Linked DNA regions of Mus musculus: all the other regions are linked to region 2. The links are chromatin contacts, called in public HiChIP or PLAC-seq maps. All regions are on one chromosome and are shown on one strand. Each heading gives the region's core, a stretch centred on a gene start, on an enhancer-like site or on the middle of the called end of the contact. The rest is flanking DNA. Distances are from core to core; before and after follow the strand shown.

What was found. HiChIP or PLAC-seq counts read pairs in DNA pulled down with a chosen protein or histone mark.
Region 1: a contact with region 2 is called in a FOXA1 HiChIP or PLAC-seq map of pancreatic cancer cells. The contact joins two enhancer-like sites. A contact is called at or near these places in 2 of 39 promoter capture datasets (hippocampal neurons and stem cell-derived epiblast-like cells), 2 of 484 Hi-C or Micro-C datasets (cortical neurons and embryonic stem cells) and 1 of 115 datasets of contacts at active chromatin or transcription factors (pancreatic cancer cells).
Region 3: a contact with region 2 is called in an HNF4G HiChIP or PLAC-seq map of pancreatic cancer cells. The contact joins the promoter of Slc16a11 here to the enhancer-like site in region 2. A contact is called at or near these places in 8 of 39 promoter capture datasets (cranial neural crest, embryonic stem cells, hippocampal neurons and 4 more), 6 of 115 datasets of contacts at active chromatin or transcription factors (embryonic forebrain, embryonic hindbrain, embryonic stem cells and 3 more) and 1 of 9 other capture datasets (liver).

Annotation. Positions count from the first base shown.
Region 1 is chr11:70,072,283-70,076,177 of GRCm38.p6, reverse strand. No RefSeq gene overlaps it. Among named protein-coding and RNA genes, the nearest start is that of Gm32946, 3.4 kb to the left of the region's middle. Within about 2 kb of position 1,322, at least 39 of the 459 cell types and tissues checked have an H3K27ac peak or open chromatin away from gene starts, as enhancers often do. A contact at or near this core is called in pancreatic cancer cells, where this site is marked.
Region 2 is chr11:70,746,693-70,750,565 of GRCm38.p6, reverse strand. It overlaps Gm12320 (predicted gene 12320), which reads left to right. Exons shown (of 3, transcript NR_167739.1): 2 at 121-255; 3 at 1,223-1,862. Among named protein-coding and RNA genes, the nearest start is that of Gm12320, 6.5 kb to the left of the region's middle. Within about 2 kb of position 2,440, at least 52 of the 459 cell types and tissues checked have an H3K27ac peak or open chromatin away from gene starts, as enhancers often do. A contact at or near this core is called in liver and pancreatic cancer cells, where this site is marked.
Region 3 is chr11:70,211,508-70,215,357 of GRCm38.p6, reverse strand. Slc16a11 (solute carrier family 16 (monocarboxylic acid transporters), member 11) reads right to left here and starts at 1,448. Exons shown (of 5, transcript NM_153081.3): 1 at 1,094-1,448; 2 at 646-856; 3 at 260-403; 4 at 1-74. The coding sequence starts at 847.

The DNA.
Region 1 (3,895 bases), core at 73-2,572, 670 kb after region 2:
GAAGGATGCTTCACTAATGACAGGCATGTATTGGTTCACCTTACATGGCAATGATGAGCTCTGCTTGCCATGAATCCATAGAGAGAAACACACCAAAAACCTCTGGTGGTGTGCTGGCGGCTTCTTGCCACTTCCCCGGACTCGGGTCGATTGGCAGAGTGATGTCAGCCGGTCCAGACTCACGTGGAGTTTTGTTAAGACAGACTCACATGCTGAGGCAAGACATGTGATGAGGCAAGATCCATGGAGGACACATGATGTTTGGAGAGAGTATAAATAGGACTCGACGGAGAGTGATGGGGGCTTGCACAGCTAGCTTTGCAATGCTTGTAGTATCTTCACAGATCTTCACTTTGTTGAGAGAGACACAGCAAAGAACTCCTGGTGTCCCTGCTGACTCATGCTGAGTCAGCGGAGGCCTGGCTATATCTGCTAGGTCATGCCACAGCTGCTGATTTGTGTTTGCTATTCCAACACTCCTGAACTGACTGACTGTATATCTGTGAAGTGTTTTCGAGTGTATCTAGCTGCCGATGTTGACCTGTGAACTGGACTGTTGATTTTCTAAACAGGTTGACTTCCCCGTATCCTAATAACCTCTCTTTCCCACTGCCTCTGCTGGGCGGTAGCCTAGAAGGGAGGATAAAGTGTTTAAGAACCCATATTAAAAGTAGTCTCTGAAAAATAAAAACAATGGTGGTAGTAATACGTTCTCTTCTCAGCTCTATGACCTTGCTAGTTCCGGGAAGCTAGTTCCAGTACGAGGCATGGTTGCCCTCTGTCGAGTGAATGTCAACTCCACCAACATGCAAATGCCACTTATTGCATTTTTATATATATCTCACCCATGTGCCAACTGTTGTGGGTCACAGGTTTGCAGCTGGGTAGTGTTGTGGATTTGGTCTAACTCTTGTATTGTGTTTATTGGGTGCCCAAAATTACATGGGAATCTGCACATAAGATAGTGAGGGACCCTGCCCCCAATTGGTTTTGATTGGTAAATAAAGTTGCCGGTGGCCACTGGCTGGGCAGGGAGACAGAAGGAGGACTTTAGAATTCCCAGGCAAGGGACCGAGGGAGGAGGGAGAGAGCCATCACTCTGGGAAAGGAGCAAAGACAAGGCCTAAGAGGTGCAGAAGAAAGAGCATAACCATCACGTAAGAGTTGGGGATCGTGGCCCAGGAGCACGGCAGGTCTGGGTCCGGGACAGCCAAGATGGAAAATAGGTCTTAGTAAGTAATAAGTCAGGAATACCAGCGGCGGGGAGACTGTTAGCCACATGGAGATTAGGAAGTGGCCCAGCCTACACTCAGGATAGCAGCGCCACCGTGTGGTACAGCTCCAGTTTCAGGTGCCCTTAAGCAACATTTCGCAATACTATTTATGCCTCTTTCCTAAATACTAAAGTGAAATGTTAGACCGTTAGTTCTTACAGCTTCTTTTTAAAAATCCATAATTAAACTCCTAAGACTAAGTTGACCACTTACACACACACACACACACCCCACCCCCAGCTCCTTTCAATAGTGGTCACTCTTAGAGTGACCAGGGAAAACTGCTTGCGGTGAGGTCAAGGAGGCGTGGCCTCAGAAGATACCAGTTTTCTGGTTCCAATCCAGATATGCTGAACCAGATCCAGAGCCAGGACGACTGTGTTCTAAGTTCACTGGCCAAAGGCCGGCCGTCTTGGGTCTTACCTATCTCTAACAGTTCACATCCTTTCTTGCCGTTGAGTGAGAACTGCAGGGTTGGAGGTAAACAAGAGCACCTACCCAGAGCTCTGCTCCGGGGTGGGGTCTTCCCACGCAGAACAAAATCCCACTCCCCGGGCATCACTGCCACGCACTGAGTGGGTAGTAGAATCTCCTGCAGTAGTTTCTCTCAGCGTCTCACCCCAGGTGTATCTTCTCAGCCAGCTCCTTTAACCAACTGCCTCTGTGGATCCTCAACACTCAAGTCTGCTACAAGCATCTCTTCAACCTAGTAGAAGATGAAGCTTCTGGCATGCATGTTTTTGACGCAGCCTGCAACAGACTTTGCGGTGCTCTGATTGGCCAAAGAGCATATTTGAGAACCACCAGCTGAGACTGCGCTCCTGTCCTTTGTGGGGAGATGGGGTCCATTGCTGCGGATGGAGAGGAAGGATCCCAGCACCAAAATCATTCAGTCTTTTCATCCTGCTCCTTGCCTGCCTGCAAAGCCCAGTAAAGTGTAGTGAAAGTTCGTCTGCAGCCGCAGCCTGGCAGGCACGAAGGGGATTGGGAGTGGGAGTGAGGTGTCTGGGAGGCTACAGGAGCCTGCTGTAAACCCAGTGGTCCCTGGACTGGGAGTCTGGCTAAATGTGATCCATGCTTCCACCGGATTCCAGCATCCCATCCGCCCTAGAGGGTGGAGGTGGGGGTCTATCTCACCCACCAAGCCTGCCTGTAACTCCTGCTAGCAATAGCTTTTGTTCTTAGCTTTTAAAGATAAAACGCGGTGCTGGGTTTCAGGAAATTAAGCTTGTGTGTGTGTGTGTGTGTGTGTGTGTGTGTGTGTGTGTGTGTGTGTGTAGCCAAACTGACATTTAATATCCTCCCTAGATGAAGTCAGCAGGTAACCTGGCAAAAGGTCCTTATTCTGACAAAAGCTGGTCTGAGGCTGTCCTGCCTCATAGGCCCGTGTACAGAGCTGATGACTAAACACACTTCTCTAGACAAGCAACAACTTCAACAAAGAAATCAAAATCCCAGCCAGGTTTTGTAATGCATGCCTTTAATCCCAGCACTAGTGAGCCAGAGGCAGGTAGATGTTGTGAGTTTGAAGCCAGTCAGGACAGAGAAACCCTGTGGGGTTTATTTTGTTTTGCTTTTGTTCATTTGTTTCTTTGTTTGGGCAAGGTATCCCTGTATGGCCCAGGTTGTCTAGAACTCCTCAGTCCTACCTCAGCCACAGCCTCAGCCTCAGCCTCAGCCTCAGCCTCAGCCTCAGCCTCAGCCTCAGCCTCCAGGGCTAGAATGATAGGCATGTGCCATCATGACCAGCCCCATCTTTTGGAGATGTGTTGTCATTAGGACATGTCCAGGACTGGAGAGAAGGCTCAGCAGGTAGGACAGGTAGGAGTGCTTGCTGCTCTTGGAGAGGACCAGGCTCCCAGTAGCCAGGTGGGAGTTCGGGGTAAGAACTTACAACCGCTGTGAGTCCAGTCCTATCGAATCCTCTTCTGGCTTGGGGAAATCTACACTAACTGCGCACATCCACACAGAGACACACATGTATTCACATAAGTTTAAAAAATATTTTTTAAAAAAAAGAGAATTCCTCAAAATTAAGTGGTTCAAGGGAAATACATCATGACTGAAATAGTAACACTAATCTCAGTTCTAAGATGAATGCTTTCAATGACAAACGTTCCTTTCTTATAATTCCAAAATATGGGAAGGTCAGCTGTCAAAATAAGAAGTTCAGCAGGAGGTCCGGCATCTGGTGAGGGTGCTCTTTCTAGTTTGCAAACAGCAACCCTCTTGCAGGTGGCCACATCACATCCAACGGTGGTCAGAAAGAGTGGATGTATGTGTTCTTACAGTTTCTCATAGGCCCCAATCCCATCATGGGGACCAGTCGCTCATGACTTCATCTAAATCTAATCAAAGACACCAACATTGAATCCCACCATTCCATCATAGTGAAGGGAGAGCATCAGCCGGGCAGTGGTGGCACACGCCTTTAATCCCAGTACTTCAGAGGCAGAGAGAGGTGGATTTCTGAGTTTGAGGCCATCCTGCTCTACAGAGTGAGTTCCAGAACAGCCCGGGTTATACGAGAAACCCTGTCTCAAAAAACAAATAAACAACAACAAAAAAAAAAAATAGAAGAAGGGAGAGAGAGCATCAGTGTAGGATTTTCAGGAGCACAT
Region 2 (3,873 bases), core at 1,191-3,690:
ACTTTCGTTACATTTCCACCATTCTTTTCTGAAATTAATTCTTCAATGTTTTCATACAGATTGACTTAGGTCAGCCAGCATTTCCATTCATTACATGTAAAAATTTTCTTTACAATACAGACTCTCTGGGGTGGAAACAAAGTGTGAACTACAGCTGACAGATTTCCAACATTTATGACACTCAGTGTTTAACCTCCATGGTGTTCCCTGATGTGGAATGAGAGCCATGTTCTGCTGAAAGGCTTGCCATAGTAGGTAAGTGATGGGGTTTCTCTCCCAAGGACACAGTGATATGGAAGAGTTCCTCTTCTAACATGAGGTCCCAACAAGACAAGCAAGGCTGAACTCTGTCTTATATTCACAGAGATTTCCCCAGGCGTGTTTGCTGACACTGAAGATCAAACCCATAGCTAAAGACTCCTCCACACTCAGTGTGCTCCCACGGTTTCTCCCTAATGAACCCTCTGCAGTTGAACATGTATAAGCCTCCCCCAGAAAGTTTTCCCCACTTATTCCTCTTCACCACTGTGATCCTCTGACACCCAAAGTGTGTCCCACTTTCTTCATATTCACAGTAAGTTCAACAATACTTAATGAGCCCTGAATTCCCATTATAAATCGTTCTTTCTTTTTTCTTCCTGAGACAGAGTCTCACTGTATAACTCAAGCAAACTAAGAATTTAGTATATAGACCAGGCTGGCCTTGAACTCACAGAGATCTGCCTGCCTCTGCTTCAGAGTGCTGGGATTAAAGATGTATGACATCACAAGTGACCCTAAATTTTATTTTATTTTATTTTATTTTATTTTATTTTATTTTATTTTATTTTCTTGCTTTCTTGCTCTCTCTCTTCCTCCCTCCCTCCCTCCCTCCCTCCCTCCCTTCCTTCCTTCATTTCTTTCTTTTTTTTCTGAGAGAAGAAAGGTTTGTTTTGATTCATGTTTTGAGGTACTTCCACATGGTTGGGAAGACATGACAGCAGAAGTGGCCTCAGTTATGGTGGTAGGAAACATGAACCCATCATCTCACATTTCCAATGTACCATGGCATAGATATTTCAAAAGGGAAGAAAACAGGCATATCGGGGGAAGTTATGGTCACCAAGTTGAAACCTAGAGGATACAACTGGAACCCTTTGGCTCCTTGTCTGGCATAGCCATGCACTTCCTGATCAACCGTTGTCTTTTTTTTTTCTTCTTCTTTGTACCACCCTGTCCCTAGAAACTAGAACAATATTGCATCAGCTACTTGCTGTAACAAAACACTGTGACCAAGGGAACTCATAAAAAGAAGAGTTTCTTTGGCTTAGAGTCCCAGAGGATTGGAATGCCTGACGGAGGAGCAAGGACACAGGAGCAGGAACATGAATCACAGAGCTCACAGTTTGAGCTGCAGGAATGAAAAGAGACAACGAACTCAAAATGACATGTGACTTTTGGAACCTCAAAGTCTTTCCCCGGTGACATCATTCCTTCAGCAAGACCACACCTCCCAAACCTTCTCAAACAGCTCCTCCAACTGAAGACCAAGTGTTCAAACCGCTGAGCCTGTGGGGCACATTCTCAGTCAAAGCATCACAAGTATCATCTAGATACATCTAACGACAGATGCTCAGGGCTTCTGGTGGGCCATGGGGCTGGGAGGAGGGAGGTACTTGGGAAGACACAACCGGGTAGGAAATGGTATCTTTGCATAGAGAAACCACTCACTTGTTAAGTCAAGCTAGGTGCACCCATGTCGGATGGGCAGTGCAATCTGTAACCACAGGGCTTTCCTACCCAGCCTCTTTGTTCCCCGAAATAATGGCTCTGAGCCTTAATATTTCGTGAATAAATGCCAAAAGCTTTGGCTTGTTCCCCGACTAGCTCATAACTTAATTACTCATTTATCTTTTCCTATGTTCCATGTGGTTGGGGTTGGTTACTTCTCAGTTTCATTCAACTATCTCCTTCAGCGTTCGGGGCAAATCTCCCCAGCCTGACTTTCCCAGAATCCTCTCTCTCTCTCTTTCTCTCTCTCTCTCTTTCTCTTTCCTCCCTCCCTCCCTCCCTCTCTCCCTCTCTCTCTCTCTGCCGGATGTCCCACCTTCTAATCCTGACTCAGCTCACTGACCGTAGGCTTGTTATTGGCAGCTGATGCTTCCACACAGTACATAAAGATCCTTTCTACAGAAACCAATGCTAAGTTGACTCTACTGATGGTTTAGCAGGAATGGTGCCAGAGGACATTTGTCAAGTTCTTACTTAGCAGGCTGTAAGGAATTGCTTGGGCTGCTATAGCCAAGTAGAAGAGGCAAAAAGTCAAAATGGCACTAAGGCTGAGGCCAGGGTTGGTGATATAGCTGACAGGTGAAAAAAGGTGGACTAGGTGAGAAGACTTCAGCTGGGCATGTTGTCATAGCCCACATTTCCCTGACCCGTGGCCCACAAACAAAAGGCTCAGTTCTGACAGGCAAAATCCAATGCAGGTCAAAGATCTACAGAGCCAGGCACGGCCACCCCCAAGTATGTTTATGAGTCATCAAAGGATATTACACATGCATTAGTGAACAACTCTGGCTCACTGTTTTTTCCTCCTCCAGTCTCCTGTCTTAGGGTTCTAACCTGTCCTGGTTCCTGGTAACAAATGACTGCCAACTATTATTCTTACAGTAAATGCCCAAAACTTTTTAAAGCTATAGAGAAGCTCTCATTATAAAATTATAAAGTACTAGTGCTGCTATTAAAGTTGCCCCAGGAATGAAGCCTTGGGGTCAAGCCCCAGCACCCACCTACGCATGCAGTAAATGTCCGTTAAAAATAAGTGACTCGGGCTGGTGAGATGACTCAGTGGGTAAGAGCACCCGACTGCTCTTCCGAAGGTCCAGAGTTAAAATCCCAGCAACCACATGGTGGCTCACAACCATCTGTAACAAGATCTGACTCCCTCATCTGGTGTCTGAAGACAGCTACAGTGTACTTACATATAATAATAAATAAATCTTTAAAAAAAAAAAAGTGACTCTGAGCTCAGGCGGTAGAGGCGCTAGCTCGGATCCCCTGTGCTTAGTAAGAAGCTGGATGAGGTGGCACGCATCTGTAATCCCTTGTTCAGGTGTAATCCAGTACAAGAGGAGGGGCGGAGAATGACCTAGAACCTCATAGGTCGGCTAGCCTGCTTTATACAGCACAACAGTAGAAAGAACAAGAGAGAACCTGGGCTGGTGGCACTTCAATCAATCCCAACAAAAAGAAAAAGAGAGAGAGAGAGAGATCCTGGTTCACCAAGTAAAAAGGAGAGAACCAACTCCTGAAACTTGTTCTCTGACCACATGTGCACTGTGGCCTGCATGGATATTTAATATATATATATATATGTGTGTGTGTGTGTGTGTGTGTGTGTGTATGTGTGTGTGTGTGTGTGTGTGTGTGTGTATTTTACAGTTATGTGTATTTTGTCTGCATGTGTGTCTGTGTACCACTTGCTTGCCTGTCGCCCACAGAGGCCAGGAGATCGAATCTTCTGGAACTGTAGTTAAAGATGGTTGTCAGCCACCATGTGGGTCACAGGAATCAAACTCGGATTCTCTAGAAGAGCAACCTGTGCTCTCAACTGCTGAGCCAGCCCCTGAGCCAACCCACGGAAAACAAAAAGTTAAGAAAGAAAGAGAGAGGCTAGAGAGATAGCTCAGCAGTTCAGAGTACTGGCTGTTCTTGCAAAAAATCTGAGCTCCTATTACCCAAGGAAGAAAACAGCCAGTAAGTATCAGGATGGCTTCGTAACAGGACTCGTTCTTGTTCTTCCTGTAGCTTAGCCGTCTGTTGTCCACCACATGGAGCAGCAGAATTAGAGTCACCGAGCCAACTAAAATATTTGCCAAATACTTTTTTCTT
Region 3 (3,850 bases), core at 199-2,698, 530 kb after region 2:
CAAGACCCGACGGCGGGAGAAGTACCGAGAGAGGGTACCCAGGGCTGGGGCAAACACCAGGGCCCAGCCAGAGCCTGCAAATGGATAGGACAGGATGAGGGTACAGGCATGGCTTTGCAAACATTCTTTAGCCCCTCTTCTCCTCTGCACGCTCACGCGGACACACACACACACACCGCCTTGTACAGTCCCCTATCCTATAAGAAGTTCCTGTCCCCATTATCACCCCTTAAACATACAGCCACCCCACTCTTCTTACCAGCGAGGAGGCCCAGGCCGAGGTAGAGGTGCAGGAGGCTTCGGGCGAAAGCCGAGAAGACCAAGCCAAGCGAGGTTAGGACTCCCCCAACCATCACCACGGGGCGTGCCCCCCAGCGAGTGCTCAGGGCGCTGCCCACTGGGCCTAGAAGGGGGCGGAGTCAACGAAGACATGCCCCGGGACCCCCAAACTATCCGAAACATTTCTCATTGGCTGTTTTGCCTGGCCTGGTAACTCCTCCCATTGACCTCAAGACCCACTCTTCTAGAATTTGGTTCCACCAGTAACTCTCAGGTTGTCTGGTAATCAAGTCTGCTGTCTCCCATCACTACATCCACGGCCTCTCCACCCGGTGCCCGCCTCCCACCTCGGGGGGCCCCCCTCACTGGCTGCCTGCTGCACGGCCAAGGCCAGGGCGCTGACCCACGCAGTGTCCTGGGCGCTTCGTTCAAAGTGCTCCGCGAGGTCGGGGAGGGCAAGGCCCAGGGAGCGTAAGAGCCCGTAGGAGAGCCCGTTCACGGCGAATGCTGCGGCCGCCACCACCCAGCCCCAGCCCCCGTCCGGGGGTCCGGCCGGCTTGGGGGTCATCGCCGTCTGCTGGGGTGGGGAAACACCTGTGAATGAAGTCTCCACGCCTGGGCCTCCGCTAGGGAGCTGACGTCCCTGAGATCCAGCCTCGGGCTGCTCGCCCAGGGAGGGCACGTCGCCCGGAGCATGGGCGCGGGAACCAGGCCTAGGGATAGAAGTCCTAGGTGCGCGTGAGGTCCTGGGATGGAGGGGCAGCAGGATCCCCCAGGCCAGGGGCTCATCCTTCCCAAACCCTCTTTCTCTTACCCGACCTCTCCCGGCGTTGGGGGTAGGGAAAGGGCGAAGGTGGGTTCGGCCGGATTTTCTCCGCGCTTTCCGCAGAAAGGGTTCTGCGGAGCAGCTAGCCAGCACAGAGATGGAGCCCAACTTGGACCGCTCTCTCCAGTAAACAGAGATCACCACAGGGGCCCAAGCCACCTGGGACACGGGGTGGGGGTGGGGGTGAATACCGAGGGCGGGGGAAAGAGAGACAGCCAATCCACCCAGGCCTGGCTAAGGCCTGACGCCGAGTCCCACGAGGATTGAATTATCCACACACGAGCCCCAGCCCTGGTTGGGGAACCGCGAGGAGTGAGCGTACCTGGTGGCCGCGCCCCGCCTCTCCCCGCGCCTCTCACGCCGCGGGGCTCACACCCACGCACCTGCTGCGCACGCAAGAAGAGCCCGGTTGCACTCTTCGCCCGGCCAACTGCCCACGCATGAAAATAGCAGTGGTCTCCAAAACCTAAATGAGTTCTTGGATTCTCGGATTTGTTGTTGAGGATCCTGTAAAGCTCCAACATCAAATCACTCAAATCACTGGCCTCCAATGGACAACACCAGCATGCCCTCACTAGAAAGGAAGGCGAGTTCTCGGTACCAAGACCTGTGATGTTCCAGGCAGTCTTTACATACTTGGCCATTTCATCCTTACAATATCCCTATGAAGATGGCACTATCCCCATTTTACAAATGTAATAGCTGACCCCTAACCCACCCCAAAGCGTTCAGCTAAAAAAAAAAAAAAAATTGAACTTAGGTTTATACTATCGTGGGAGGATACAGGGAGAACAGACCTAGGAGTGACACAGAGATTGGGGACAGTTGAGGGAAAGAGCTTGGAGAGACAGATTGATGTGAACTGTAGTGGAAAGGACAGAATTCATGCAGAGCCACAGTGTGAGGGTGGCTGGGAATAGCTGAAAGGCTTGGGCAAGATTTTTTTTTTTTTAAGGAAGAATTCAGAGAAATAAACCCAGGTGTTTTTCTTGAAGATTTTAACGAGCAACCTTCTTTAGCAGTCACTATTGCTTTACTTCCGCCATTTGATTCATTTGGTTTAATCATTAAACAATGCCATTGAAATTTCAGCGATTTGCAGGTTGGAGCTTATATCAACCCGTAGCCACGGGATGGCGGTGTTTCCTAATTGATGAGAAAGTATCAGCCTAGAAAGGGAAGAAACGTAGCTGAGAAGTCGTGAAACTGGAAGACTAAAGAGAGTAGACAGACTTTCAGAAGCACATCACTGTGTTTGGGGAAGGCCTCACAACCATTAAAGGAGAGCCAGGCTACCTTCCCATCCCACACTCCCACCCCAGGGAATCAGCGTCCTCCCTCCTCAGTAAGTCTACCCTTTTCTCAGTTCTGGGTTTTCACATAAATGGTTTTTCTGCTGAAATGTCCTAGAACAGAAGACCATGAAGGTGTGAGGCCCTGCCACAGACACCTTAGGAAAGTGGCCTCACTGCATTCACCAGCCAGGAGCTGTCTGTGAAAGCCACCGGAGTGGTGGCGCCTGCAGGTACTCAGCCACCAAGGAGGCAGGGAACAGCTGGCTGGTTTCTTGAGAAGGCCAGTAAGAAGTCTGCTCTCTGTAAGTGGAACCCGGCCAGCCCAAAGGAATGGCTCTCTCCGTGATGAAATAGAAATACAGCCAGAGAGGAGACTATTTCTGGGTTGTACCAAATAATGCTGTGTACTTTGGCAGAATGCAAAATCCGGAGCCTAGGGTGATTGGTTGTGAAAGGGCATGTTCCTCGTCTTCCTCATGCTCATAGCCAGAGCCAATGTGTGTTGTCCATGGAGTTAATGAACATTGGAAAAGTGGACCCCCTACCTAGAACCCCAAGAAGACTTACTAAGCTTGACTCTCGCTTCGCTATCTGAGTGCAAACGAGGATCTGCTTCCTTGTTTTTCAAATGGTTATAATAACAGTTACCTGATAGGGTTGTTGTAAGGATTAAATTCGTCATGGCGTATGCATGTGAAAGTAAGAGACTTAGAGCAGTGTCTGAATAGGATCCGTAACAGCCCTCACGGGCACCACCGTAGCCCAGGGCAACTGGACAAGGCTCTATCTACAGCACTGCCTCCCTTTGCCAAGTGGCCACTTCAGACTCAAAACCAAGTTAGTAAACTCAAGGTCAAGGAACCACACCAATCCTGTGAGTTTTTTTTTAGAATCACATGGGTTATAAAGTATGAATGCTTTTTGAAACATTAAATGGAGTTTTCTTTTTTGGGGGGTGGGGGTGGGAAGGATGAGGCTCCTGAAGCCCAGGCTGACCCAAGTTCACTGTGTAGCTCCTGAAGCCCAGGCTGACCCAAGTTCACTGTGTAGCTCCTGAAGCCCAGGCTGACCCAAGTTCACTGTGTAGCTAAGGATGACTTTGAACTTATGCTGCCTCCCAGGTGCTGGGGTTAAAGGTAATCAATCGCCTTGCATCAGCATGTAATCCCACCTCTGGCCTTTTCTCCTTCCAAGCTAAATGTACAACCATGTGAGCTGTCAGAAGTTCTTTCTGTCTTCTTTTTTTTTTTTTTTTTTTTTTTGTTTTGTTTTGTTTTGTTTTTCCGAGACAGGGTTTTTCTGTAGCCCTGGCTGTCCTGGAACTCACTCTGTAGACCAGGCTGGCCTCGAACTCAGAAATCCGCCTGCCTCTGCCTCCCAAGTGCTGGGATTAAAGGCGTGCGCCACCACGCCCGGCTCTCTTTCTGTCTTCTAAGAAGGTGTCCCTTTA